2 separate regions of the Bicyclus anynana genome follow, and region 1 is linked to region 2. Evidence: chromatin contacts called from public Hi-C data. All regions are on one chromosome and are shown on one strand. Each heading gives the region's core, a stretch centred on a gene start, on an enhancer-like site or on the middle of the called end of the contact. The rest is flanking DNA. Distances are from core to core; before and after follow the strand shown. Region 1 overlaps LOC112049830 (protein yippee-like). Region 2 holds the start of LOC112049830 (protein yippee-like).

Evidence for each region. Hi-C and Micro-C count contacts between places; a contact is called where the count stands out from the background.
Region 1: a contact with region 2 is called in a Hi-C map of whole body, with 4 times the contacts expected there. The contact joins the enhancer-like site here to the promoter of LOC112049830 in region 2. A contact is called at or near these places in 2 of 2 Hi-C or Micro-C datasets (whole body and whole larva).

Annotation. Positions count from the first base shown.
Region 1 is chr14:14,348,576-14,351,309 of ilBicAnyn1.1, reverse strand. It overlaps LOC112049830 (protein yippee-like), which reads right to left. Exons shown (of 6, transcript XM_052885268.1): 5 at 2,338-2,446; 6 at 1-1,475. The coding sequence ends at 1,386. Among protein-coding and RNA genes, the nearest start is that of LOC112049829, 29 kb to the left of the region's middle. Within about 2 kb of position 1,344, at least 8 of the 8 cell types and tissues checked have open chromatin away from gene starts, as enhancers often do.
Region 2 is chr14:14,198,202-14,200,902 of ilBicAnyn1.1, reverse strand. It overlaps LOC112049830 (protein yippee-like), which reads right to left and starts at 1,374. Exons shown (of 6, transcript XM_052885268.1): 1 at 967-1,374.

The DNA of each region.
Region 1 (2,734 bases), core at 95-2,594, 150 kb before region 2:
AAATATATATTCCTTATGCTGGATCTCGTACTATACTATATTGTTGTATAAATAATATGGAAATGCTCTTTAGGTTAATTAGATACACTTAACTTGCAATGGAGACACCAATCAAGTACGTTATCATAGTACGTCATACACATCGTCCGTAATCACATCGTCACATCACGCAAGTCGCCTCCGCAAATGTAGTAATAGGGTTGTACGAATTTCCATCGTCGACATATCGATACATTCATTGGTAAATCGAAGCTCATGCATATTTCTTACACGGATAACATCATTATTATTAATTAAATGAAGTACCATATGCATATTAAGATAAAATATACGGGGTTAAATGTTTCTACTAATTAAATATTATTATACTTTTAATGGAAACAATAAATGAATAATAAAACTCGCTCCTAAACCTTCTTCTATATAAAAATTGATCACGATCGCGTCGAATCATCTCCGTTTACCGACTATCAAGTAAACAAAAAAGATCAAATTAACTTTAAACTCTGTAAGTATTCCTCCAAAAGAAAATCATATACAGATACAGCTGGACAATCAAAATGATGATCTAACTAAAAATTCAAAATCATAATAATTAGCGCAAATTAATTACGGAATTTAACTCCGCAAACACATTGTTTCGACTAGTTCTCTATGTAAAAAAGTAAAAACAAAAAAAAATAAAAGCCATCTTGTACAGCTGAAATCATTAGGAACATACATCTGACATCTCTGAGCAACTCTTTTGAGAAAAAATCGTTCAAGAAATTCAAAACTCTACACTAACATACTTATCACAGGTTAAGGGGACAAGAGAAAGTATTAGTGTTCTCTCAATACAGCGATTACGTGTAAAATAACCTAATACAACTTAAGGGTAAGTCGCGCGTCAGCGGCGAAACTAAAATCGTTTTTTTTTTAATTATAAACTAAAAATTAGTATAAATTGTAAGCCCACTGCCCAACGCTGGGCGGCTGAGATCGATTACTTATGTGTATGTAACCACTGTGCTCAAGCGCTTGAAGCCTAATGACAATCGGTCAATTCCGTACAATCATTCAATACCAATCCGTCGGGATCGCTCGTTTACTTCAGAGACGCACGAACCAGTCGTCGCCGATATTCCAATAATATTTTTTACAGTATGACAAAAATAATCTCTTTCCGACTACGACTGGTTCGTGCGCCTCGATTCGCTCTGTGCTACGTAGGTGGGCGAGGAGGCCTCGCCTGTGACGTCATCACGAGGGTTCGAGCCTGCGTGGTGGCATATCCCGATCCCGATCACTTCACATCCCGATGCCGATCGGCTGGTTAATTGACTCGAGTCTCGGTCCGTTCATGTCACAGCACTATAGTCCGAGCACACACTAGTCTCCGGCACTCAGTCCCACCCGTTCTCTTTCACCATGTGAGCGAGCTCGATTATGAACTTGCCCTCTTTGTATTTCTGACTCGACTCGAACGCGTACTCCTGGAAATGAATAACACGGATATATTAGACTTGGATCGTATCGATCAATCTTTTTCATTGGTTAGGTGTTATAATAAAAGTGAAATAGGTACTTTATAGTTGAAACAATGTTTTTCTACTCTTAATTTAGAACCTTAAACCATGTCACAAAGCTATTTATTCCTACAGGTCATTTGGTAATGTTTATTACCACACGGGTAAACCATGCTCCAATGACTTTTTTTAATTTTTAAATAGTTCCATGGCATGGGCTACAAAAATTAAGGCTTCCATAAAAGAGACAAAATCTAGGAGGACACGCCAATAAAAAATGTAGGATGCCTAGCGCCAATAATAATTTATATATTAATTACCAAGTTTAATTTATATTATTACGGTCGTAGAAAAAGTATTGTATGCCAATGCAATGACGGCCATCGTAGCACCTCGTACTGTCTAGTGTGCAATTCGGCTCATTACACAAACGAGAATCGCAAAAATAACTAATATACGTTACTCATTACTAAAGTTCACTTCACAGTTTACTGATTTGAAAAGAAAAGGTATTCATGCCAATGGAGTAGCTACACAGGGGCATAGGCTACAATGCCCTGGGGCCCTAAAAGCTCAGGGATCCCTCTAATCCATATCAGAATATCGCGATCGAACTGAACTTATAACTTTTTTTATTTGCACCAAGGCCCGTGGTTACGTAGCTACGCCACTGATTCATGCTCACATATTTCCAGCCCAGCATGGTCTTGCAGCACTCGCAGTAGATGTCACGTTCACATGTAGAGTATGTACTCACATATTTCCAGCCCAGCATGGTCTTGCAGCACTCGCAGTAGATGTCACGTTCACATGTAGAGTATGTACTCACATATTTCCAGCCCAGCATGGTCTTGCAGCACTCGCAGTAGATGTCGGCCACGGCGTGCAGCCCCGTCAGCAGCACGCGCTCCTCCGCCGGTCCGCACCCCACGTTTACACTGAAATCGGAACATAACCTCTTTTAAGTAGTCTGTTAACTACAAAAGGCATTTTTGATAACTTTGTGGCACCCGCGGACTTACTGGTGTTGGCTCGACCTCCTCTTTATATTATTGTGTATGCGTAAATTGCTTTAACCATGATAAACATAATAATTTATTAATCTGAGCTAATCTATAATGTTTGTCTTGTGGTAAAATTATCGCTTAAGCAAGAGTATAACCTCGAAGGGCATGAAAATTTAGTCAAGAGTTTCGTGTAGCCACTTTTTTAAGGTATACACAGGA
Region 2 (2,701 bases), core at 125-2,624:
GATTTTCTGTATCCTACAACTTACACAATTTTATAAAAATATATAATAAATTGTTTTACTTCATAGTTACTTTTAAAATAATGTATATGTTTTTATATTATAATATAATATGATGTAAAAAATAGGTACTATCAGTGTATGATCGACTATCGTGGAAAACATTTTCATTTATTGAACCCCCAAATTTTTTTTCGCTGACATAGACCCCATGTAGTTTGTCATAGACCCCCAGGGGTCGATATACACTTTGGGAATCACTAATCTAGCCGAACTACAAACCCTCTACTTAGTTAAATACGATCTGAATTTCGAACCCGTACTGTCAAGAGTCATGTATTTCAATATTGTGCTCTATGTAGGTACTACTTAACCTACTTATTCAGTTTAAATGCCAAACACACGAGCTGATTTCTCTGCAACAATACGCATCTATATTATATGCAATACCTACATAATATGCACTCGCATAAAAGTAATCTACGTACATACATAAAGCGTAGAGATACAGTCACCGACACTCATGACGGTGGTCAGACCGGTTCTGATCGGAGTCGAGTCGAGACTCGAGTCTCGCCCACTCTGTGTATGTGTGCACAAAACAGCTGATTGATCCGACAACAAAGGAAAAGGACACCCTATATAATTACAATGTACCTACGTACATGCATAGCTTGTTTGTTGTTTTTATATATTACACAACCCCTATCACTATCGATTCAACAACATTGTATTGGTTGTTGTATTAACATTACAGAACTAGGTAGGTACTTATATGTAATTATTTTTAGTTATATCCAATATATGACGCAAATACTTTGTGCTTTACGTAGTACGTAGCAGTGTTTCGTAACACTGGTATAGATTTTTCAGTGTAATTAGATTCTAAATAGAAATGTACATGATTAGTGAACAATGATTGTGAATTATTCTAGAGGTGAAGGCGACCACAACAAAGGACATACTTGCCTTTCTTTTCATCCAATACACGGCGTTCCTAGATATTATTTTACTCCAAGAAAAACTATAGTCCTTTTACAAAACAAAGTTCGCTTTACTATCGACAAATCACGAATGCATTATAAATATTAATAAATGTTTATTACGTTGTCTATAAAAAGTCAATTTGTCACTTGTGTCGTATTTACCACTGGACGTAATCTTTGGTTTTTAGTTTCACGACACGCAATTTATTAGGTACATATGCATTTGTAAGTACTAAAATAGTCCTTGTTTACGTTACGTGGGTTTTATTATATTATTTACATCACTTCTATGTGGCCTACGAACGTGATAATTCGTCGCACTGCCTGCGCACTTAGTTTGCGCTGCTGCGTCAAAAACAGACGTTTTGACTTTCGTCTCCTCTCGGCTGCCAAAGTTTGTTCGAACGACATCGGCTCGGAAGGCAGTCGGCCTTGATTCGTTGTTCTCTATCTCAGTTTCTAGCCTAGACATTCTGTTCTGTTTCACTCGCACTTTTGACAAGTGACAGTTACTTTACAATGTTACCAGATAGATTTTTATAATAGCTTCCATTTTATTTACGCTGTTTTAGTAGGTTACAAAAAGTACATAGGCACTTGGTAGGTAATATTTAAGTTAAAGACATTGAACTAGTTATTTAGTTATATCCGTGGTTTAAAATTCCTTGTTTAGGCCATCATATATGTTTCGCAGAGAACATTGAGTCGGATGCTGGTTCCTACGATCAGTGTAACAATCAACTGATAAAATATAAAATGAAATTGTTAAATTCCATTGTCGTGAGGGTTAAATAATAAGTCTTATCTAAAGTTATTCATTTAAAAAAAATGACTTTCAATTCTAGTCGTGAACCTGCGACGTTTAAAGTATCGTAGGGTGGTCCAAGGGTAACATTTTTGTGTAAAATAGTAAACGTATAATCTATGAATGACTGAGGGTAATCAACTGACAATAACAAACTGTATTATTAAAATTACTAAATTAGTACAAATGTCATCAATATGGCAACTTACGCTTAAGACAGATACAGACTTAAAACTTGTGCTACTAGGGCTGCGTTTTTTTTTGTACCTAATAAGTCTTTAGCTTTGTTTGCTTTACCGTTTTGGAATTTGTAGAAGATAGTAATGACATTGAACATATCACATGGAGCCATCCGTATCAGTCTTAAGGGGCTGGCATAGGGACGATATGTTCATTCAGAAGTCCCTACAAAAGGGCTATATTTAGCAGTGAATTTCTGTCGGCTAATATGAAGATGATGAATTGTAAAATAAATATGCAATTTCTTGAATTGAAAAAACATATATATCTACAGCCGAATGTAATCTACTTTTTTGAAGACTACAAAGTTGGTTTGTCTATATTTTACATATACTTACGGACCCGGCAAACAATGTTCAGCTAAATATTGGATAGAAGCAGGCGTTACTTTGCGGAAGTTCATCATGATTATATAATGATTTATTTATTTTGCTATCATCCGCGAAAACTCGGCGAACCCATGCGACAACGTCACCCAGGTCCGACAAAATACTCTCTACGTACGTTTCACCCCGAAACCGGAGCATCCTCAGGAGATGTTGACTCTACTTTGCAATTGCACGTTGTAGAGTCAACATCTCCTGAGGATGCTCCGGTTTCGGGGTGAAACGTACGTAGAGAGTATTTTGTCGGACCTGGGTGACGTTGTCGCATGGGTTCGCCGAGTTTTCGC